Regions from separate parts of the Mus musculus genome. Here all the other regions are linked to region 2. The links are chromatin contacts, called in public promoter capture Hi-C maps. All regions are on one chromosome and are shown on one strand. Each heading gives the region's core, a stretch centred on a gene start, on an enhancer-like site or on the middle of the called end of the contact. The rest is flanking DNA. Distances are from core to core; before and after follow the strand shown. Region 1 holds the start of Mrpl17 (mitochondrial ribosomal protein L17). Region 2 holds the start of Trim12c (tripartite motif-containing 12C). Region 3 holds the start of Smpd1 (sphingomyelin phosphodiesterase 1, acid lysosomal). Region 4 holds the start of Cavin3 (caveolae associated 3). Region 5 holds the start of Tpp1 (tripeptidyl peptidase I). Region 6 holds the start of Rrm1 (ribonucleotide reductase M1).

Region 1 (3,651 bases), core at 1,071-3,570, 1.5 Mb before region 2:
GCTAGTGGGATCGCAAGCTGATACAGGCACTCTGGAAATCAATCTGGTTGTTCCTCAGAATATTGGAAATATTTCTACCTGAAGACCCAGCTACACCACTATTGGGCACATACCCAAAAGATGCTCCAACACATAACAAGGACACATACTCCACTATCTTTATAGTAGCCTTACTTATAGTAGCCAGAAGCTGGAAACAACCCAGATGTCCCTCAACAGAGGAATGGATACAGAAAATGTGGTGCATTTATACAATGGAATACTACCCAGCTATTTAAAATGATGACTTCATGAATTTTTCAGGCAAATGGATGGAACTAGAAAATATCATCCTGAGTTAGGTAACCTAGACCCAAAAGAACATACATAGAAATGTGGGAACAAAACCACCCCACCTAGGGATCTATACCATCTACAGACACCAAACCCAAACACTATTGCTGATGCCAAGAACTGCTTGAAAAGAAAAGAAAAAAAAAAAAAAAAAAACAGAGTGCAGCGGGCTTGATGGCAGAGGCAAGAGGAAAGAGGAAAGAAGGCCAAATGCATGAATCAGTTCCTCTCTGACCTTGAAGGACTTTATAATTTCAGCAACAGGCAGTTCACCTCGCTAAGAATACAAGGAAATGAAGCAGGGAGGGGACAGAACACCAAGAAGAATGTAAGCCAAGTTGGAAACTGCTCATCACTATTTCCAGAGTGAAACACCATCTGAAGGGTTAGGTTGATTCCATCAAACTCTGGGTCCCTCTTTAGCGCTGAGCCACCTCAACTTCTTCATATTGTATATGATCATAAACTTATTTTTCTAAAATGAAACTATTTTAAAAATTACTCCTTTTCCATTTGAAATGTGTTATTTGTTCTGTCCTAGTAACTCCAACTGTGATGAATTCATTTTAAATAAGCCCTAATATGATCATCATTTTGTTAAATACTAGAGCTAGACTATATTTTCACCCAATTCCTCCCAGAAAACTGTTTTCAAAGAGCCATAAGGATGCTGAGCAATGGAAGGGAACACACACACACACAAACACACAGAACTTTTTTTTTAAGAAAAAGTATTCATCCACCCAGAGACCTAGGGAAGAACCAAACTGTAGTGCCGAAAATAAATAAAAAAAATTCAATGAGATGGTTCCTAGTGATATTCTGCTAGATTCATAGATTGGTGCCTAACTCAGTCGTCATCAGAGAGGCTGCCTCTTGCAGCTGATGGGAGATGTAGAGGCCCACTGACAAACATTAAGAGGAGAAAGAACCTGGGTTGGAGGCCTACATAAGGTCCCGCCCCTTGGAGCTCGGGAAACCCAGCAGAAGACAAGGAAGAATAATTGTGGGAGCCAGAGGGGTCGAACACAGGTGAGGACAGCCTGTAGAATCAACTGAGCAGGGCTTATGGAAGCTCAAAGAAGGGGCAATCATGGAGCCCTCAAGGTTCTGCCCTAGGTTGTCTGCAAATGTGTTATAGTTTGTTGGCTTGGTTTTTTGGGAGGACTCCTAATAGTGGGAGATGGGATGTCTCTGACTTTTTTGCCTGCTCTTGGGACTCTTTTCCTCCTAGTGAGTTTCCTTGTCCACACTTGATGTTAGGGTTTGTGCCTGGTTTTTGTTTTTTTGTTGGTTGTTGTTGTTGTTTGTTTGTTTTTTGCCCCACCCCCTTGTGCCTGGTTTTATTGTGCTTTGGTTGATGTCCCTAGGAGGTCTGCTCTTTTCTAGGGGGAGAAAGGGGAGAAAGGAGAGTGGGGGCTGGGAGGAGTGATGGGAGAGGAGGCTGCAGTCTGGGTATATTGTATGAGAAAAGAATAATTTTTTTTTTTTAAATGTCAGGTATTTGTCCATTACTTTAGCTTTTAGTGCTAACTTAGGTTTTTATTTATGTCAATAAAAGAACATAATACCTGCAGCTTTCCTGGACATAATTTATCTCACTATCACTAATAAAGACTGGGTTTAAACTGGCATCGTCACAAAACCAGCCAGGACTGCAACTCCTCAGGCAAGAGCGCCACATTCCACCACAGGCCCACCCCTCTGACGCAGTTCTCCTCAGGTACTCACTTTCCCGGCATGCTCCGCCCGGAAGGCGCCTCCTCCAAGAACGCCCCAGCCAGCCGACGCAGTGCAAGAGAAACCCGGCAGGGGGCGCCGAGATCCCAGTTCGCCACAGAGCACCGCAGACCTTGAGGCCCGCCCAGCTCGTCGCTCCAGAAACGTCAACACGTCGGGCCGCCCTCCCTCAGACTGCCAGCTAGGCAGGCTCTGATGCGCACGCGCAAACGCGGTAGCCACGCGCCGAGTTACTGCGCATGCGTCCTCTGAGACGTGCCTCCGCCCCTCTGCTCCCCCTCTCCCCGCGCGCGCACACACAGCTCGGAGTTTCCCTTTCCGGGCCCCCGAGAGGAGGGGCTGAGGTGAGAGCATGAGGTTGTCGCTGGCTGCCGCTATCTCCCACGGCCGCGTCTACCGCCGCCTGGGCCTGGGTCCGGAGTCCCGCATCCATCTGCTGCGGAACTTGCTCACGGGCCTAGTTCGCCACGAACGCATCGAGGCGACATGGGCACGCGCGGACGAGATGAGGGGCTACGCGGAGAAGGTGAGAGCCAAGCTATTCACCGCCGGGTCCAGCCTCAGACCGCCGCTCTGGCCGTGTGTGGGGAGTAGGGCCACGCTGGGAGAACTTTCCACGGTAGCGAATTCCCGTGTGGCACTCAGCTGAACGCGTCACTCCTGCGCAGCAAATGGAAGGCTGGTTGGGGCTCCGAAGGAAGGAGCGCCCAGAATTAGCTTAGCTGGTGGGATGGTTGGATGAAGGTAAGACAGAAGAGTAAGGTGGGCGCCTCGGTTCTTGACTCGTCTTGCATCCATGTGTTTTGTCCTCACAGCTCATCGATTATGGAAAGCTGGGCGACACCAACGAACGAGCCATGCGTATGGCTGACTTCTGGCTCACAGTGAGTGCTCCCTACCTGCTAGTGAGGAAGGAATCCTTAGAGAACCGGGTACCTGGCAGATTGAAGGCAGGGCATTCTTTTATGTACCAGACTTGCGAACTACCTTAGACACGTATTTCTCTTATTTGACTTGGGTAAAATGAGCATCCGCATAACTTCCTGTAAGTGTTTCTGTGTAACTTGGTACCTGAATGGGTGGTGGGAAAGCCTGTGAAGATGGTTTTGAACCCTACCTCTGGGAATAATCTATAGTTAAATGCCTCTACAGTTGTGACTATTTTTTCTGATTAACTCTCCCCATCTAGGAGAAGGACTTGATCCCAAAGCTGTTTAAAGTGCTAGCGCCTCGGTTCCAAGGTCAGAATGGGAACTACACAAGAATGCTACAGATCCCGAATCGGAAGGAGCAAGATCGGGCCAAGATGGCGGTGATAGAATATAAAGGGAACTACCTCCCTCCCCTGCCTCTGCCTCACAGAGACAGCAACCTTACTCTCCTAAACCAGCTGCTCCTGGGACTGCAGCAGGACCTGCACCATAACCAGGACGCAAGCCTCCACAGCTCCTGTACAGTTCAAACACCAAAGACTTAACTGGAGCTGGAGAGTGGTGCATAGGTGTGGTGCCCGTGTTCGTGGGTCTTGGAGCTCGTGTAGTGTGTGAGGCCTGGAAGTAGCATTGTAAAGCCCCCTCA
Region 2 (3,786 bases), core at 1,076-3,575:
TGAGGCTCTGCCAATCACCCTAAGACCAACAAAGACCAGTAAAGACCACCAAAGAACAGCAAAGAACAGCTGTGTCTGTGAAAAATGCAAGAGAGAGCACTTACAGGGCAGCAAGTAGAATCCAGATGTGGCATCACACCCTGGCAGAGGATGCAGCAGCCCATTCAAAACTGTGGCCATGCTTTGGTTGAAGAATGAGAATACCTGGAGTATAAACTCACAAGTGTTTTTACTTTTATCAAATTATAAATCTACATTTATACTTAAGATAAAAATGTTCAAATTAATAGATCTTCAAAATTCTTTTTGTTTAATATTTCCTCTCAAATAGTGTTCCATGGGAATCCCTTTCCTCTGTTAGAAATAAATGTCAATGTATATTGTACACAGTTAGAATCACACACATGGTAGCACTGCTCACTGAAAGTGTGGCCAGTGCTTTGCTCACCTGGTCATCTTCATCCTTTTCACTGAGGTCAGAGGGTAATGGCAGACTAAATATAAAGTCTAATCTTTGCAGAGTTGGGAGTGGAATTCTGCCTAGAGAGAACATTCATGCAGAGTTAGATCATAATCTGGGTATTTAATAGTTTTAATTCCCAAACAGGCCTTAGGAAGAAACAGAGAAAGCCTTAAGTAAAATGTAGAAAAGACAGAGACATGGTAGCTCTTGCCTCTATATTTCCAGGAATTAGAAACTATCCTAACACTCTAAATACTTGGTGAGTTCTAGGCCAGGCTTGAATATAGACTAAATCCCTGCCTCAAAAGAAATGTTAGAGGGTTTTTCATAACTATTAACATTTCAGAAGACTTGGAACATCAAAGCATTGTTTGTAAGCAATTGTGTCCACAGCAAGAACAACAGTGAGGCTTATGACCTCATCAAGATATGAAATTTAGGTAAGTGTATAGCTATGGATAGAGCACTAGCCCAGCATCCACAAGGACCGTGGTTCAATCACTGAAGTCAAAAGCCAAACTAAACAACAACAGCAAAAGTTCATGATCCCAGCACTGGGGAGGCTAAGGGAGCTAGAGCTCATTTAGGGTCAGTCTATCTGAAAGGAAGAAGAGTATAAGACAGTTGTAAGTATGTGAAATAAATTCAAACTACAGAGTTATGTCTGCTGTCACTCATCATTCCATATTTCAGTAGATCTGAGACTGTAGGGAAATAATTAGAGAGGCAAACAGGAAAGGGGATGAGACAGGTGATGGTGGCTTCTCCAACATTCACTCACACAACTGACTTTCTTTAATTAATTTGTGATTTATTTATTTATTCTTCTCTTTCTTTCTCCCTTCCTTTTCTCTTTGGAAAGCTTCAGGTGTTTCCCATGCCATCCTGATGTCAGTCACCATAGCTGAGGATGGCTTTGAGCTCCTGATCTCATGCAGCCAGCTGCAAGGCAGTGGCATCCTGTGCTGGTTTGAATAACAATGGCCCCAGAGGCTAAGATTTTTTGGATACTTGGTTCTTAGTTATCAGGACACTGTTCAGGAAAGATTAGGAGTGTGGCATTCTTGGAGAAAGTATGGCATGGGTGCAAGCTTTCAGAATTCAGTAGACTCTGAACCCCACCATCATTCTCTCTCTGCCTCAGGTTTCTGTAAGATGTGTCTCCAGTTGTGACTTCTCACTTCCTACTCCAGCACCTGCTCCAGCTCACTGCCTGTTATCAGGTTCTCCACTGTGGTGGTCATGAACTTTAACCCATAGGAACTGTGAATGCCAAATTAAACACTCTCCTTGTAACTTGTCCTAGTCATGGTATTTATCAGAGAAGTAGAAGAGTAAGTAAGACAGACCGCAGGGGCCACCACACATGGTTATATACACTTCTGAGGACCATCCCAGTGCTCCATGCTTGATAGGCAAGCACTATGTCAACTGTACCTCATTCTCAGCTCTACAGATTTCTCCCTTCTAATTCCGGTACTGCTGAGTCACTATATAGGTGTTCAATACACCTCTAAGCCAAATAGGAACCTCCAAGATATTCTGGTGAGGGACTCCTAGAAGGGAGGAAATGAATGGGTGGATCAGATCAGCACTGGAAAAGGACTAAGTCTGTTGAGCCACACAATACATAATCTGGTGGAGACTATTGGGCAGCTGGAGAGCCCTCTGCAGCTCATTACTCTCTGCTGTGAGGGTGGTGAGGTGTTTCTGCCTGGCTCTGCACATAACTCCTCCCCAGTCTCCAGAGCCAGCCAATGCTGATATGAGGATAACTTCCTCAGTCAGTGTGGGCCCTGCAGGCTTATGCAAAGGCATCTCATTGGTCTGTAGAGTTGTGGTTTCTGTTTCATTTCCAGCTCTCAAACTTTCGTTTCTCTAGCTTCGAGTCGGAAATACCTTGAAGTTCTGGATTGGTTAGTTAATTCTCCCTGGTTTACAACTTTCTGGCGTCTGATAACGGGCTGAGCAATTTTAGGGGGCAGACTTTTGAAGACTTTGAAAGGAGAACATTGCTTTTGCTTGGGTGAGTTTATCCTGTAAAAGCGGGGGAGGGGAAGGGGGAGGGGCTGCCGGCCTCTGGCTGAAAATGCAAATGGGGGAGCTTGAGGGAGGTGCCTCCTCAACAACAACAACAAAACACCACCACCACCAACAACAACAACAACAACAAAACTACTTTAAAGTTGTGTTTTTTCCAGGTTTAGTCTCCCCCTTCAGTTTCACAATCTGTAATTTTGAATTGTACCTTGTGCACGAGACCCAGAGCGTTGTTTCCTACCACAGACATTCCCTTTCCAGGCAGCAAAGCTGGATCAGAGCCTCTGCTTTTCAATGTGTTTTTGTGTGATAAAGTGGTACTTCCGCATACTTTAGGGCTTTGGTTCTTTACCGGATCGGACTCGTTTGAATGACCTTTTCACAGGAGTTGCACTTTAGATATCTCGCATATCATATATTCATATTATGATTCACAACAGTAGAAAAATATAGTTATGAGGTAGCAAATACCACAGTTTTATGGTTGGGGTCAATACAACACGAGGAAGTTTTCTAAAGAGTTGCAGCATTAGGAAAGTTGCAAAATACTCCTCTAAGAGTCCCAGAGTTTCTCTCAGTTTAGTACCAGAGACTGAGAGCCTGTTATTTAGTCACAGACCCTGTTTGACAGTCCCAAGCCTGGGAATAACTTCAGCTATTATCTTTCCCCTTCCGATATTTTCTCCATACCAATATAGACTTCAGCCCAGCTTGAGATTCCAGATAAACAGGAGGCAGAAGGATTATAAATTGATGGCCATCATCAGCAACTCAATAAGACTCATTCATAGAATATTTTTTTAAAAGACATCTGTGACTTAGTTCAGTGATAGAGTACTTTTCAAGCTTTGGGTTCAGTTCCCACGCAGAGGGGAAGGGGTGTTTGAAGATGGGAAAACTACTATGAGCATGCTCCAGTGACACATCTGAAGATTTCCCCCAAAGTGCCAGCTTTTGTAAGGTTTCTTGGAGAGAGGATACATTTTATGTTGCCCAGACTGGTCTCCAGCTTGTCCGACAGCCCCAGCCCCAAGTCTCTGTAGTGTCAGGAGCACATGACTGCAATAGCCTCTTTCTACCTTTAAAGAAAGAAAATTAAATTTTTGATTGATGTTAAAAAATGACAAATTAAAAAAAAAAAAAAAAAAAGCTTGAGAGAGCCATGGGAGAAACCAGTGTGATCAGGGATATCATGGCTTTGCTCTAAAGCTAATCTAGACGCCCAGAAGACATCAACAAACCTTCTCCTGTCAAGGTTGATTTTGTGTGTTTTGCTTTCTCAA
Region 3 (3,979 bases), core at 263-2,762, 1.2 Mb before region 2:
CTCTCATGGTTGCCCACAGCAGGGTACACTGGCACTGGGCCCAAGAACTTCCTCACGAGGTCTGTGATGGTGGTCAGGGCCCTCAGCTGATCTTGGCGAGACTGTTGCCAGACATCATGGGCAGGGATATCTCCCGTCCAGTACACCATTTCAAAAGGGCCGGCAGGGCCCAGTCCTTTCAACAGGCTTTCTAGCGTTCGCAAGGGCAGGTCACACTTGCTGTACTCGCCCCAGAACCCAGCCCCCTTCTGGGAGTTGGGTGGCCATCCGGACCCCCGGCGGCAGCAAAGTGGATCTGCACAGTAAGGGTCTGTGCCCTCCAGGTACTCATGGTCCCAGTGTAGATCAGTAAGGAAGAGGACACGGCTGACAGGGGCACCGGGGGCTGGTGGGCTCGGTGGCTTTGGGGGTGGCTTCGGCACTGATGGCAAAGAGATGTTCCAAGTCGAAAAGATGTCCCAGTGTCCACAAGAGGAGCCCAGAAGCAAGCCACAAGCCTCTGATGGGCTCAGAACTGAACGTGTCCACACCTCCACCACATCGTCCTCAAAGAGATGGACGGCTGACTGGCACACATCTAGTGGTGCTATGTTCAGCATCTTGCATATCTTGATGGCCACAGAGCCTACCCGTGCCACATTGGGCTCCTTCTGTGGTGGAAGGAACCAATGAAGTTAGGTCAGAGACAGAACAAGTGAACCCTGGCCACCACTCCACAGGCTTCCATGTCTAAATCGGAGCTAGGATAACTCTGTCACCATGATAAAGAGACATCAGTATCTCCCACACACTGCCCAGCAGTTCAGCACCAGGCCTCTAGCTACCTACTCTAGCTCAGGGTGTGCTACCATTTCAAGCCCACAATTAGCCAGCTGACTTTACTCTCCCTAACTTTATAAAGGTCACAGTGGGGTAGTGGTAACATGGATGCATAGGAAGCACCCTCTACCAGAAATATATTGCCCCCTCCCCCGGGCATACCAGTGCACTTCATCCTGCCCCCAGCATTCCACAACAGCCCTTCACGCACTCACCTTCAGCCCATGGTTGAGAGCAGTGAATAAGACTTTGCAGGCGGGGCAAGTGAGGTTCTGCCACCCAAAGGCACTCTGGAGCGGCGGCGCTATGGCACTGAATTTGACAGAATGGCCTTCAGAAGGAAGAGGATAAGCTCTGGCAGGAACCCAAAGAACCGTGGAGTCAAACAGAGCCAGAACCAGCGCCAAGCCCAGCCCCATCCAAAGGAGTCCCACTCTGGGTGCCGGTAAGGACCTCTCCAGTCTCTGCTCCCAGCCGGCTCTGAGGTGGTCCTGGCCGGATGATGCTCTGTGGTGGGGCATTGCCAGGCTCGTAGACAGGACTGGCTTGCCCCTCCAGGCCCCACAGGCCGAAGCCCTGGCTGGCCCTCGGGGCCCGGGTAACGCTGGAGACACCTGATTACCCTTCGTTGTGGTTGACTGATAGCTCAGCAGCCAGCCACAAAACAGCTCCTCCCCTTCCTGTTCCTCTTATGGCCCAGCAACTGTGGGGGAGCGGCTGTCAAAACCTTGGGGGCGGAGCAAAAGGGGGCTCGCCAACCCGCCCTGATCCGCCTTCTTCAGCCACAGCCCAATCACCCCGGGCGGTCTTAGGACCCGCGGGGTTGGGGTGGGTAGGTGACCTCGGTAGAGACAAGCTTCACCACCCTGAGCCATTGCTGCGCGAGGCTGCGGGCGGCGGCCCCGATAATTTCTGCCCAGAACTGATGGAAGCCCTTTAGGGAACTCCCAGGTGCCCCTCTCTTCCACCCCCCCTCCCCGCTTTTTTTTTTTTTTTTTTTTTTTAAACATTCAGATTCCTAGAATAGATGCCCGGCTCAGCTGGTCATTAAACTGAGAAGATTAACTAGAGAGGGCTGGGGCAGCGATGCTTGCATTGAGCGGATTGACCTGCCATGGACGGTCCTCCCCTCGATTTCCTATGCTCTGCCACCATTACAGCAGCCTTGAATCACTTAAGGTTTTGTTAATGTGTCTTTCTTTTAATTTAAAATTTTGCATTATTATTTATTTATGTGTATGGGTATTTTGTATGTGTGTGCACCACGTGCGTGGTGCCTGCTGGAGGCCGGAAGAGGATCCACCTGGACTGGAGTTATAGATGTATTGAGGTCGCCACGCCCGTGCTGCGTGCTGGGAATTCTACCCAGGTCCCAACACTATTAGGTGTGGGACCTGCCCTGGAGCCTGGTCAACCTACCAGGGGTCGTCATATCCTTAAAAAGAAAACTGCCTCTTCTAGGAGCTCTCCGATGCCAATACGCCTTAGCTAGGAGTGAGCCTTTGGAATTTTGTCTCGCTTGAACATCCTGTGCGTGCTGTCACAATCATGGCGATTTCACTGCATGCAACTTCCCTGTCGTGCCAGAAAAGTTTCCTTTAGTCACCCGCTGCCTCTGGCTCTTCCAGTCTTTCAGTCCCACTTTCAATCACTTAGCCTTGTAAGGAGAGGTGTGATATAGACCCCATTTAGGGAGGATCACTTCGAAGTCTCTTGTTCTCTGATGATCATTTGTAGGTGTCTGTGTTTAACTCTCTCCTGCTTCAAGAAGCTTCACTGGTGAGGACTGCTAAGTGCTCTGATCTACGGGTACACTAAAGTCATTTAAATACTGTGCCTATTAGCAGAATAATAGTAGTAGGTTCTCTGCCCCGCTATGGGGGTTATGACCTATCTAGCCACAGGCCCTTACACTGATAATGGTGCCAGGTATGGGTTACATCTCATCTCTCAAAGGTCTTCTTAAGTGTTTTTAATCCTATTTTATCTGTTGTTGTTTGTTTGTTTTGTTTTTGAGACAGGATCTCACTATGTCTTGCCCCAGGATCCACAGTTCGGGAGCCAGCCAATCTTCTAACAAAGCTTTAATTCAGAATTCTCAGGATAGAAGGGACTTTTGGCTTTGTTTATTTATTTATTTTTATTTTTTCAAGACAGGGTTTCTCTGTATAGCCCTGGCTGTCCTGGAACTAACTTTGTAGACCAGGCTGGCCTCGAACTCAGAAATCCACCAGCCTCTGCCTCCTAAGTGCTGGGATTAAAGGCGTGCCACCACTGCCCGGCTCATTTCCTCCTTTTTAATAGAGAAAGAGTTGGGTATACTCCTGTAACCCCAGCACCTGGGAGGTAGAAATAAGAGAATCAGACATTCAAGGCCACCCTTAGCTACAAAGTGAATTTGAGAAGTTTGAGTCTACCCTGGACTGCTATGAAGCCATACCTCAAAAAATTAAAAAGAGGAATTATATCCACAGTGGCAAAAAGCTTAATTTATCAAATTCTGTAAATGTGCTAAATACTAATTCAGGTGCTTTGTAATGACTAGTTTTCAATTCTCACACAATCCCACAAATAGCAATAATACTGCTATTCTTGAGCTGGTTGAGTGGCACATGCCTATAATCATAACATGTGAGAAGTAGTGCTGCATTTGCATATAAGCTATACACATCTAGATACTTTAAATCCTGTTTATTCCTAATAATAGCAGTAGTTGTTACATTGTATTGTTAACAAGGAAAAAGTCTGTACATGTTTCTTATAGGCACTCCCCACCCTGCATATTTCTGATCTGTGACTATTTGAATCTTCAAATTAAAAAAAACTAGATTTATTCATTTTATATATTTATGTATTTTATCTTCCTATATGAATGTGCACCATATATGTGTACTATGAGAATGCCTGTCACCTGGAGAGGTCAGAAGAAAATGACAGATCTCCTGAAACTGGAGTTGCCAATGGTTGTTAGGCATTGTGTGGGTGCCTGGAATCAAACTAGGGTCCTCTGCAAAAACAACAAATGCTCTAAATGGCTAGGCCATCTCTCTAGCCCCAAATCTTCAGATTTAAATCTTATACCAACACACTTAGTAACTTTATATTCACCTATAAAGAATATAAAGCATATCTTAGGCTGAAGGTGTTTCCGTGATGCTGA
Region 4 (3,943 bases), core at 1,115-3,614, 1.1 Mb before region 2:
CCTGCTTCTACCTCAATTCTTTTTAAAAGTAAATCACAGAAATTAGGGGTTGGGAAGATGACTCAGTAGTTAAGAGTGTTTGTTGTTCTTCCAGGGGACCCAGGTTCTATGCCAGGACCCATACTGGGTTGCTCACAACCACCTGTAACTTCACCTCCAATAGTAGCTAATGCTGTTGGCTCTGTGGGCACCTGCACTCATATGCACACACCCACACCCATACACCAAATATTTGTAAAAATGCTAAAAAAAAAACCATAAGAAATTAGAAAGATCACTCTTTTTCTTCAATTATCTTCATTGTAGGGGAACTCTGCTCCTTACCTAGGAGAATGGCTGACAAAGAACTTGGGCAGACAGGCCGTGCTGGGTCCCCTCTCATCTACTATAGTCAGACCACACCCCTTTGTCTAACCCCATTTCTGTGTAGCTCTCCAGTCTTCATTAACTTAAGCATACAACAGTTTTCCTTTGTGTCTTCCCTTTGGAATGTCTGTGCCATGTAAAACCTCTATTACTTAGACTTGCTATGCCATTTCCATCTCCCTGTGCAGCCAGGGAGAGTCTTAATCTTTCAGATGTGCCATTCTTAGTTCCAGATTTACAGGTGTATAACCAAGCTCATTTAAACCTGACTGTGGTTTTAAGAGCGCCAGCCACGAACTGGTGATAGGCATCACATTTTGAACATCTAGAGCTAGAACGGACCAGACAGTGATGTATGGTTGGGTAGAATTGGTCACTAAAGCTTTTCTCAACCTTATTTATGTATGTAGTCTTTTGGACGACCCAAGACAATTGTGTGTCTAAGCTGGAGAGATAGCTCAGCCAATAAGAGTACTTGAGGCTCTTACATAGGACAGGAATCCTATTTTTAGCACCCACATTGGATACCTCAGAGTGGCCAATAACCACAGTTTGAGGGCATCTGACACCTTCTGATATCCATAGGTCTTTGCACATGCATGTGCACACATTCATGCACACACACATATACATAAATAAATAAAAACATCTAAAAGATTTCCAAGTTGTTGGGCTGGGGTATGGCTTAGTGGCAGAATACTTGTCTAGCGTGTTTGAGGGTTTGGGTTTGATCCTTAACGCTGTGCCTTTTCAGCCAACTAATGGGGCAGTCAATGAACACCTATAACTTCAACACTCAGGTGTCTGAGACAGGAAGATTTTGAGTTTGAGGCCTGGGTTACACAATGAGTCCCTATCTCAAAAACACAGAAACAGGGTCAAAGATGTAGCTCCGTTGAAGATGTTGACCAGTGTGCATAGGAGCCTGAGTTCGATTTCCAGCACCAGCATAAAGTAGGTTTGGTGGCACACAACTGTTATCTCAGCCGTTGGGTGGCAGAAGCAAGAACAGACATTCAAGACCATCCTTGGCTGAACAGTGAGTTCAGGGCCTCCCTGAATGACATGAAACCCCGCTCAAACTCTTTGTGTTCTTTTGTCAGGCTCAGATGGCTCTGCTAATATCGGGTCCAAGATGAGCAAATCAAACTCTAACATAAAAACAAAGTTTTCACAACCAGAACTCAGGAATCAACCTTTATGTAGTGATTTTCCACTCTAACACTCACTATGTAGTTCATCATGGTCTCCAATTGGTGATTTTCCTACCTCAATATGTATCACCATATCTAGCTACTGCAGCATTTCAAATCCTCACACTCACCAATTTCGGAGACGGGATTGAAGGCATTACGCAGGAACCACAGCCAATCTCCATTAAAACGGACAAACCAGTACTTATTCTAACTCATGGCTGAGCTATCCTCCAGGAATCCAAAGAAGAACAACGCAGTCCAGTAGGAAGAAATAGCAATAAACGAAGCCAGAGGCTAAACCTGGAAAATATCAGAGGATGCCCCGCCCAGCCCGCCTAGACACAAAGCCCTGCCTTGGGCCTAGGCAGTCTTGGGTCTGAGGCAGAACATTCCAAACTTTACAGGCCTCCGCCCAGCGTTGGGGCTCAGCAGCTTTGACGGCTTAGGCTATGCCTTTAACACCCCTGCCTTCCACCCCCACCCCCTTCTCTGATCACTAGATAGATAAATGAAATTTTCAGTGGTTTGCCTTTTGCTGTGAAGAACACAGGCCTGAAAGAAGCCCACCAGGAAAATGGGGGAAAAGGAGCACAAACTCAGAAAAGAGGTGCCTCTGGGCAGGACTGTCTTACTCGCAGATCCCGGGGCGGAGCCTTCGAAAGAGCCCCCTTTGGACATTCCGCCCCCTTGCTCGGCCTCCTCCTTTTCCCACCGCGGAAGATGCCAACTCCCGCCCGGCTGAGTCACGGCCTGAACTAGGGGAGGAGGCGGGGAAAGGCAGCCCCAGCCCAGATCGCAGCCATCGGTCTCAGGGAGAGCAGGCCCGGTGGTCAGAGATCATGGGGGAGAGCGCACTGGAGCCCGGACCTGTGCCTGAGACGCCCGCAGGGGGTCCGGTGCACGCAGTCACCGTGGTGACCTTGCTGGAGAAATTGGCCACCATGCTGGAGGCTCTGCGGGAGCGGCAAGGCGGCCTGGCTGAGAGGCAGGGCGGCCTGGCGGGCTCCGTGCGTCGCATACAGAGTGGCCTGGGTGCGCTGAGTCGCAGCCACGACACCACCAGCAACACACTGACGCAGCTGCTGGCCAAGGCGGAGCGCGTGGGCTCGCACGCCGACGCAGCCCAGGAGCGGGCCGTGCGTCGCGCTGCTCAGGTGCAGCGGTTGGAGGCCAACCACGGGCTGCTGGTGGCGCGCGGGAAGCTGCACGTCCTGCTCTTCAAGGTCAGTGACCTCAGGCATCCCTCTCCCGCCCCCAACCCTCGCCTCTAGGTTACCACCGAGGGAAGGACTCCTGCCACCCACCCGTCCGCATCTCCACATTCCTGACCCAGCGTGCTGCCCTCACTTGTGGAAGACTCTCAGAGCCGCACCCACTTTCTCACAACAGCGACCTTATCCCTTTCTCACTCCCAGCCTGGCCAACCCACGCCCTCCCTAACTCAGGCCAGTCTGCGGATTTGGTCAGTCGCACCCACATGGAACTAACTGTTAGGTGTTACTCTGCCTCCTCCAAGCGCCTATACAGCTGTTACACTCTACACGGTTTCATCCACTTTGCAAACTTGCAAGGTCCACTTTCCCCCTCTTTGCTCATCTCTCTGCTCCTCCATCCTCCCCATCCCCCATCTTCCCATTCCTCTATTTTGGCCCCAATTCCTAGTGCAGATGCAAAGGGTGGAGTAGCTTCCCTTGGCGGGCGGGCAAGAGAGTTTCAGGCTGGTCCTGGCTAAGTGCCAGGGTCAAATCAGAGAATCAAAAGCTGTGTCATCACATTTAGGAGGAGACTGAAATTCCAGCCCGCGCCTTCCAGAAAGTCCCAGAGCTCTTGGGTCCGGAGGACCAGTTGGTGCTGGGCCCAGATCAGCCAGAGGATGAAGTTGGAGAGAGTTCTGAAGAGGAGCCAGTGGAGTCCAGGGCTCAGCGGCTGCGCCGCACTGGTTTACAGAAAGTTCAAAGCCTGAAAAGGGCTCTTTCCAGTCGTAAAGCAGCACAGCCCACACCAGTCAAGCCGCCACGCGTAGGGCCTGTCCGGAGCTCTGAAGGCCCATCAGAAGGCCAGCCTGCAGCTCAGCCTGAAATGGAGTCCGAGCTCGAGACTGCCCTGGAGCCAGAACCTCCTCAACCTACCAAGGAAGATCCTGAGAAACCCGTGCTTCAAATAGAGAGCGCAGCCTGATCCCTGGGGCTGCCTGTCCCATTCGGTGCTTAAGCCTTGTCCCAAAATAAGTACTTATAGAGTGCAGCACTTACATCCAAATAAGGAGAGAATCCTGCATCCACTGCCCAGCTCCAAAGCTTCCTTCCTGGCTTTCCAGTCTGAACCCTGTGTCCTCTGACAGAGGAGCTTTCAGCCTAATTTAGGTTCACCACCAATAAAAG
Region 5 (3,551 bases), core at 762-3,261, 1.4 Mb before region 2:
AGGCTGCAGAGGATGACGAGATCCGCATGATCAACGAGTTTCCCCGAGTGGCCAGTGTAGCCTCCTCCCTGGCTGCTCGAGGCCCTGACTCTGGCATCCAGCAGGATGCGGATGGATTGAGTGACACGTCTTGTGAGCCTCCTGCCCCTGACACCTGGTACAAGGGCAGAAAGGCAGGGTTGCTGCTGCCAGGCGCAGGAGCCACTCTGTACCGAGAGGAGGGGCCTCCAGCCACTGCTACAGCCTTCCTGGGGGGCTGTGGCCTGAGCCCTGCACCCGCTGGGGACTATGGCTTCCCAGCAGACGGGAAGCCGTGTGTAGCTGGAGCACTGACGGCCATTGTGGCTGGTGAGGAAGAGCTCCGTGGCAGCTATAACTGGGACTACCTGTTGAGCTGGTGCCCTCAGTTCCAGCCTCTGGCCAGTGTCTTCACAGAGATTGCTCGGCTCAAGGATGAAGCTCGTCCGTGTCCTCCAGCTCCCCGTATTGACCCACCACCCCTCATCACTGCTGTGGCACACCCAGGAGCCAAGTCTGTTCCCCCAAAGCCTGCAAGCACAGCTGTAGCCCGGGCCATCTTCCCACCAGCCTCTCACCGCTCCCCTATCAGCCATGAAGGCTCCCTCTCCTCAGCTGCCATGTCCCCCAGCTTCTCACCCTCACTGTCTCCTTTGGCTGCTCGCTCTCCCGTTGTCTCACCATTCGGGGTAGCCCAGGGCCCCTCAGCTTCAGCACTCAGTACAGAGTCTGGCCTGGAGCCTCCGGATGACACAGAGCTGCGCATCTAGCTGTGGCCCTAACTGGGCCCCGACCTGGGACACGTCCAGTGTCCCCAAAGCAGGCCCCATTCTCAGCCTGCCCTGGGCAGCCTCGGACCATGACTGACTATGGGGAGGCCACCACCAGTCCCCTGCTCTCCACCTTAAACTCTTATAGCTGGGACAGGTCCCACATTTCTCTGCAGTTCCTTCAGCACTAGGACCACAGAGGGCCTGTTGGTCATGACCTGTGGCCAGATCCAGTGTGGAGAGAAATAAGAATGAGGCAACAGCCTTGGGTTCTCTTCAGCCAAGACTTCCTGCCCTGCACCAGCGCCCTGCGATGGAGCTGAGACTTTATTTATTGGGGGTTAGGGGGATGGGGAGGTCCCTCCAATCTGGGCCCAGCTCTTTTGGGTTCTTCTGACATCCCTGCCCCTGCCCAGAACAAGTGCCAATTCTCACTCTGGAGCCTTAATAAACTGCAGTTTGTATCCAGCCTCTGGCTCTGTTCTGTCAGGGTAACCAGAAGTCACTGGCGTAGCACTGTGGATACCTGGCACAGTAGCCAAGGAGGCCCAGAGGGAGGGCGGACAACAGGACATGTAGGAGTAGGGTTGGCACTGAGAGCTCAGAAGCCTAGCCTTGGGATCTCTGCTGCTTTCCCCTCTAACATGGTCAGGACTTGAACTGCAGTGGTTTCCTGCAGAGACTGACAGAGTAGGAAGCAGTCTAGGGTCCTAAGCCTGAGGGTCTGGAATAAGATATGGTGATTATTAAGAGTAGGTAAGTGAAGAAATCCCCAACCCCCCCCCCCCACACACACACACCTTGGAAACATGAAATGTCCACATTCATAAGAGCTCACATTAGTTGAGTCTGCCAGGTCAGTCTTGGCTCCATAGGCTTGCTTTATTGCAATGTCCACTTTTACTCCCAAGTATGAGGCACATTTCTTTTACGTAACAGTCACTGAATTTTAAGTGAAGAAACCTAGGCTCTGAGAGCTTGTTTTTCTAATATTGTACGGCCAGGAGCAGCCCATACCTATGGGGCTTCAGAGCCCACTCCTTTATGATTCCTTTAGAGACAGACAGACTTGGGCAGCAGGTGAAGAGGAGCCCTGGGCTTAGATGCTCAACACAGCATAGAATTCTAATAGCAGCCCCAGCATTCAGAACAGCTCATTTGGGAGGGAGGAGTCAGCAACGTCACTAGTTACTAGGCAGGGAGATGGGGGAGGTGCCAGACCATGCTCATGTGACTTATCACATGACTACAGATCAGCCTGAAAGCCAAAATGGGACTCCAAGCCCGGTGAGAAACTGAGGTGGGGAGGGTAGCTAAGGGGGATTACATTAGAGGGATTACATGTTGTAGAAGGAGTACAATGAGGGTTCGGCTCCTGATGAAACCCACCTGCTGTCCCTGCAGCCTCCTAGGGCTCCTTGCTCTCGTCATCGCCGGCAAATGCACTTACAACCCTGAGCCGGACCAGCGGTGGATGTGAGTTGATTTAGTACTACAGGTGCCTGTCTCTGCAGACGCTTGGTCCTAGCTTTCCTCATCCTCAACTGCTCCTAGTACCCACTCTGTAGCCTTATTCGACACCCCCTCGGCTTAATCTCTGGTCATTTATCTCCTATGATCCTTATCTGCATCTAGGATTCGACCCAAAGTCTCAGTTCTTAATCCCAAACTTTCCATGATCTGGATTTCTCGTTATGGCCTAATCAAATCATGTCCCTGACCCTGTAGGCTGCCTCCAGGCTGGGTGTCCCTGGGCCGCGTGGATCCCGAGGAAGAGCTGAGTCTCACTTTTGCGCTGAAACAGCGGAACCTGGAAAGACTCTCGGAGCTGGTGCAGGCTGTGTCGGATCCTAGCTCTCCTCAATATGGTGCCTATCAGTTGGGGCAGGAAGTGGGAGGCAGGACCAGGCAGGCACTGGCTGGTGCAGATCATGTAGGGCCATGTTTCTGGTATGACAGACAAATGACAATAACTGCCATATTCATACACACACACACACACACACACACACACACACACACACACCAAAATTTCCACCTGAGTTCTTCAGTCTTAAAACTAAGAACAAATCTAAGCCTAGTAGCATGAGGTAATAATCCTAGCTACTTGGACTAAAACAGGACGATTTTGAATCCAAGGCATGCCTGGGCAGTGTAGCAATATTGTCAACATTAAAACCAATTTTTTTTAGAGGCCTAGCTAGCTCATTGATAGGGTGGGTGCTTACGGAGCATATGAAAAACCCTAGGTTCAAGTGCCAGGAAGATGGTGGGTGTGGGGTAGCTAGCTGTGTTTAAGAACACATGATTCATAATCAGATCTAGATTGAAATGTTCACTTACCCTACCAGCTCTCAAATGGAGGACTAGCACTTAGTGTGTGTGCATGATCAAGTCATGGACCTTACCCCACTCTCATAGCCACTGCCACACCCTCCTCTGTTGCTAGTTCAAGTCCTAAATTGTCTTTGGATTAATCCACTCTGGCCATTCCTCTTGCTACCAACTCAGTTGTTTATTCTCTTTCTGGATTACTGCCCAGTACCCGGACTGGTTTGAAGCTTCCTCTCCTTCACCCCACTCCCCAGAACAGTCCCTTCTCTATTCTAGAGTATTCTCTATGGTGCTCAGGCTGGAGTGAATCCTTCCCCTGCTTAAAGTCCTGTATGGTGAGGCAAGGGTGTGTGTGTGTGTGTGTGTGTGTAGAATGGAGGCGAGAGGAGGGGGGGGCATCCTTAGAGCACCCAAGAAGCTCCTCATATG
Region 6 (3,915 bases), core at 49-2,548, 1.9 Mb after region 2:
GGCCATCTAAATAATCAAATCACAGTTAGCATTAGCAGTTATTAAGCGGGCAATACCAAAGAATCAAGTATATTCAGCTTTTAAAACTGTTTAAAACAATTAAGAGATTGTCTTTGGGGTCTGCAGAGACTGCTCAGTGGTTAATCATGTCTACTCGGATTAAGTCTTTGTCTATTTGGGTTAAAAGTCTTTGTCTATCGACCTATGATAGAGGAGGCAGCCCTCTGTGAGTTTGAGGCTAGACTGATCTACACAGAGTAAGTTCCAGGCCAGTCAGAGAAACCCTGTCCCAAGAACAAACAATGTAAAAAAAAAAAAAAAAAAAAAAACCTCCCCACAAAAATGCAGAGGCAGGAGAGATGATACTACACTCCCACCTCAGAAGAGACCAGAAAAATGACAGATGTTCAAAAAATGTGGTGTCCTGCCTTTTCTTTTTTTCCTTATTTCCTCCTACACCAGATCATCGACTCCGCGGTTCTTTTGTCTGTTATTTTGTTTAAGAAATGAGGAAAGACAGGCACAGGGCTATTATGAGCTATGGGTTTCAATTCTAACCTCACCAACTACTAGCTGGGGTGGAATGGGGGTGTTGGGGTGCTTTTTCGTGTCTTTGCAACCTCTTCTAAAAAAATGGAGCCAAAAGCAGCTACCTCTGAGGATGGCGGCAAGGAATAACAGTGCTCGGGAACAATCTCAGACAGGGTTGGAGGGAGTCTGGAAGGGAGCACAAAGTCAAAGTCAAAGGGAACACACAAAGGTCAAGAGAATGGGGACAGACTGAGCAGACACAGGCCCAGCTGACAGACAGGGCGGGAAGCGCGGCGGGAAGCGCGGGAAGCGGCGAGGCGCCGCGGGTCGGGCGGGTCGGGCGGGCCGGCGATAGTGACCGCTGGGCTCTCCGCAGCCGGGTCCCCTCTCCTCCTCCCCATCCCCACGGACCCCTCACCTCGCTTGATCACATGCATCGCCGCTAGAAGCTGAAGTGCTGAGAGGTTCGAGACCAGTTAGCAGCTCCGAGGCGAAGAAGGGACAGAGACGACTGTCAGATGTGAAGGGTTGGACTCCGAGAGGCTGCTCGGACGGAGGGATGGAAGCTGCGCGATAGACAGCACTTTCCTCACCAGAGCAGACTAACCGAATTACGAACTCCTTCCCGCTCCCGCCACCCGTGACGTGCAGAGCAACGCGACGGACGGAATTCGAATGACGTTCTTGACGTTTCAACGCCGGGAGTTGAATGGGCGGAAACTGAGCAGTAGACAGACAGCACACGAGTCCCTTGGCCGCCATATTGAGTGTGGGCAAAGCCCGGGAGACTGCGCTCCTTTCCACCACATTGGGTGAAAGCGGACCTGGCGGGAACGAGTTCTCCTGCCGCCATATTGGGTGTGGGCAAGCAAATCTCCCGAGTATTTTTATTTCATAACAAAAAAGTAACCAACCAGATATCCAGAACACCTTTTTCCTTTTTCCTTCTTCCTCCTCCCTTCCCCCTTCCCTACCCCTCTGACTTTTTTTTTTTTTTTTTTGCTATTTTACATTATGGACATTATGGAAACACCAAGATTTTGTTCTGGTTTGCACTAAAGCCTACAACCCGCAAATAAGAAGCAGATAGGAAGCCCGGGGCTCGTAGGTCTACACTCCTCAGTTAAAGAGTGGGGCTAGACCAAAGGTGTTTGAATTTCAGCCTTACAGAAATAGGGGTACTGTGAAACTCTTATGAAGGCCCACAGTCCATTTGCTTTTACAGTTTTGTGGATGGTAGTAGAGATAGGATCAGCAATAAGATAGTCGTCGCCACATTAATACGTGAAAACAGCCAGACATTATGCAGAGACCAAGACATCTGCGAATACTCAGTCCTAAGGGACTTCTCCATCAAATCCCTCCCCAAATGACTCAGGGGGCCCCATAGAAAAGGAGGAAGAAAGAGTGTAAGAACCTAGGGGGATGGAGGACACCGAAGAATCAAGGCCCTCTATGCTCTTATAAACTCTTGAGACTAAGGCAGCATGCCCAGGGCCTGCCTGCCTTCCAGTTTACTAGTGTTTTTTATGGGATTTTATAGTGTTCGCCTGAGTGTGCGAACAAGTGTATCTCTGATTCTTGTTCCTTCTCATGCATTCTGTCCTTCTGTTGGTTCTGTTCAACACTGATGTGCTAGTTTTCTTTCTTTTTTTTTTTTTCTTTTTTCTTTTCTTCCCTTGGAAGCCTGTTTGTTTTCTAACGAGAGACAAAACGGGGCAGGACCCAGATGGGGAGGAACTGGAAGGAGAGAAGGGAAAACATAATCAGGATATGTTATGTGAGGCGAAAAAAAAAATCCATTTTCAATAAAATGGGGGGAAAGGCTAGGTGAAAAAAAGAAAGAATAGTTAAAGTCGTACTTTAAACCTATTCAAGACAAGTATAAAAACTAATTTCGGTCATAAAACTGATCTTCATAAAATAATGTATGTGGCATTCTTTCGCTAAAACCTATCATTTGCTTCTTACACCCTCCAGAAGGGGTCCATCTCCACCCACAACTGACACATCATAGGAAATCCTACATGAAGCTAGAGGACCAGGGCTATCCAGGGGGAAAATATGATATGGAAACACAATTGATATTCAGATGTTAGGGGAATATAATATCATTTGCTAGAAATGGAGCTGGAGATCATCATAATAAGCCAAGCTTATAGAGACAAATATTGCATCTTTTTTTATAATGTGGAACCGAGGTCTAAAAAATAAAAGCAAACCAAAAATCCAAACTTGGGCCAGCTGCCAAAACTCTAGGTCAGTGCCTAGCCCAGTCCTCATCAAGAGGGGATTCCTTCTGCAGCTGGGAGCAGATATAAAAACCCATAGCCAAACATTAGACAGAGAAAGAGAGCCCAAACTGGAGATTTTCACAGGTCTCTCCCTTCAGAGCTTAGAGAAAGAACTGTAGGAGCCACAGGGGTGGAAGACACCAGGAGAACACGGCTCACTGAGTCAACTAAGCAGGCGTCATAGGGACTCACAGAGACTGACGCAGCAATCATGGAGCCTACAAGGGTCTGTGCTAGGTCCTATGCATGTATGTTACATTTGTTAGGTTGGTGTTTTTATGAGACTCCTAGCAGTGGGAGTGAGGGAATCTGACTCTCTTCTGACCCTTTTCCCGCTACTGGGCTGCCTTGCACAACCTTGATATGGGGGTTTGTGCCTAGACTTACGAATCTTGTTATCTTGCTATACTTGATATCCCTGGGAGATGGACTTTTTTTTTTTTTTTTTTTAATGGAGGAGTGAATGGGGGAAGAGGGGAGTTAGGGGGAGAATGGAAGGAGTTTCAGAAAGACAGGAAACTGTGGTCCAGATATATTGTATGAAAAAGTAAATAATAAAACTAAAAATAAAATAAAATAAACAAAAAACAAGGGGAGACACTATTTGGAAAGAGGAAGAGTATAATAGGGTAAAAGTTTCTCCATTTTGTCTCAGCTGAAGCCATCTTTGGTTCTACCCTCTCACTGAAAAGTCCCATTGGAAAGCATCCAACCCTGTTCTAGAAATTCAGGGTCAAAATGCTCCAGCTAACTTCATATTCTTGACTCTTGTAAAACTGCTTGCTTGCCCCTGCAATTGCCAACCAGTATATAGTGGGGATTTTGTGTGTGTGTGTTCTTTGTCTTTAAAAACTCCCTGTAATATGCATTCAAGGCTGCTCTGTGAGAAGTGTTTCTCTCCAGGCAGTCCCTGCCTGCTTAATACAGACTCTGTATTTGAATTTTGGTCAGGCTGAGGACCACAATGTAGCAGTGACCCTGTACTTGAGAATGGGCTAGGACCCTGGCAAAATTCAGAAATATTCTAAATTCTAAAGAGAGGTCCTTGTGTCTCTATGCTAACAGAGAACTGCTGAGAACTGATCCAATA

The links. Promoter capture Hi-C pulls out the DNA fragments that hold promoters and counts their contacts.
Region 1: a promoter capture Hi-C map of pre-B cells shows a contact between it and region 2, with 8 times the contacts expected there. The contact joins the promoter of Mrpl17 here to the promoter of Trim12c in region 2. A contact is called at or near these places in 1 of 39 promoter capture datasets (pre-B cells), 1 of 484 Hi-C or Micro-C datasets (B cells) and 1 of 9 other capture datasets (liver).
Region 3: a contact with region 2 is called in a promoter capture Hi-C map of pre-B cells, with 10 times the contacts expected there. The contact joins the promoter of Smpd1 here to the promoter of Trim12c in region 2. A contact is called at or near these places in 4 of 39 promoter capture datasets (the 3T3-L1 cell line, embryonic stem cells, liver and 1 more) and 2 of 9 other capture datasets (adipose tissue and liver).
Region 4: a contact with region 2 is called in a promoter capture Hi-C map of stem cell-derived epiblast-like cells, with 3 times the contacts expected there. The contact joins the promoter of Cavin3 here to the promoter of Trim12c in region 2. A contact is called at or near these places in 2 of 39 promoter capture datasets (the 3T3-L1 cell line and stem cell-derived epiblast-like cells) and 1 of 9 other capture datasets (adipose tissue).
Region 5: a contact with region 2 is called in a promoter capture Hi-C map of pre-B cells, with 10 times the contacts expected there. The contact joins the promoter of Tpp1 here to the promoter of Trim12c in region 2. A contact is called at or near these places in 4 of 39 promoter capture datasets (liver, neutrophils and pre-B cells) and 1 of 9 other capture datasets (adipose tissue).
Region 6: a promoter capture Hi-C map of stem cell-derived epiblast-like cells shows a contact between it and region 2, with 4 times the contacts expected there. The contact joins the promoter of Rrm1 here to the promoter of Trim12c in region 2. A contact is called at or near these places in 5 of 39 promoter capture datasets (the C10 cell line, embryonic stem cells, liver and 2 more).

What each region holds. Positions count from the first base shown.
Region 1 is chr7:105,809,756-105,813,406 of GRCm38.p6, reverse strand. It overlaps Mrpl17 (mitochondrial ribosomal protein L17), which reads left to right and starts at 2,320. Exons shown (of 3, transcript NM_025301.2): 1 at 2,320-2,599; 2 at 2,889-2,957; 3 at 3,263-3,651. The coding sequence starts at 2,426. The coding sequence ends at 3,550.
Region 2 is chr7:104,351,897-104,355,682 of GRCm38.p6, reverse strand. It overlaps Trim12c (tripartite motif-containing 12C), which reads left to right and starts at 2,325. Exons shown (of 8, transcript NM_001146007.1): 1 at 2,325-2,489. It overlaps Gm38525 (tripartite motif-containing protein 30A-like), which reads left to right. Exons shown (of 8, transcript XM_006508379.2): 8 at 1-1,124. Gm36430 (a long non-coding RNA gene) reads right to left here and starts at 3,646. Exons shown (of 6, transcript XR_003946847.1): 1 at 2,712-3,646; 2 at 449-540; 3 at 105-204; 4 at 1-19. Trim30b (tripartite motif-containing 30B) reads left to right here. Exons shown (of 2, transcript NM_175648.2): 2 at 1-285.
Region 3 is chr7:105,551,893-105,555,871 of GRCm38.p6, reverse strand. Smpd1 (sphingomyelin phosphodiesterase 1, acid lysosomal) reads right to left here and starts at 1,512. Exons shown (of 6, transcript NM_011421.2): 1 at 1,035-1,512; 2 at 1-650. The coding sequence starts at 1,340. It overlaps Gm39063 (a long non-coding RNA gene), which reads left to right and starts at 1,511. Exons shown (of 3, transcript XR_869857.2): 1 at 1,511-1,770.
Region 4 is chr7:105,480,618-105,484,560 of GRCm38.p6, reverse strand. It overlaps Cavin3 (caveolae associated 3), which reads left to right and starts at 2,364. Exons shown (of 2, transcript NM_028444.1): 1 at 2,364-2,785; 2 at 3,342-3,943. The coding sequence starts at 2,402. The coding sequence ends at 3,740. Gm36847 (a long non-coding RNA gene) reads right to left here and starts at 1,762. Exons shown (of 3, transcript XR_378395.4): 1 at 1,691-1,762.
Region 5 is chr7:105,750,695-105,754,245 of GRCm38.p6, reverse strand. It overlaps Tpp1 (tripeptidyl peptidase I), which reads left to right and starts at 2,011. Exons shown (of 13, transcript NM_009906.6): 1 at 2,011-2,075; 2 at 2,193-2,264; 3 at 2,517-2,656. The coding sequence starts at 2,059. It overlaps Dchs1 (dachsous cadherin related 1), which reads left to right. Exons shown (of 21, transcript NM_001162943.1): 21 at 1-1,257. The coding sequence ends at 788.
Region 6 is chr7:102,439,078-102,442,992 of GRCm38.p6, reverse strand. Rrm1 (ribonucleotide reductase M1) reads right to left here and starts at 1,298. Exons shown (of 19, transcript NM_009103.3): 1 at 950-1,298; 2 at 1-6. The coding sequence starts at 968.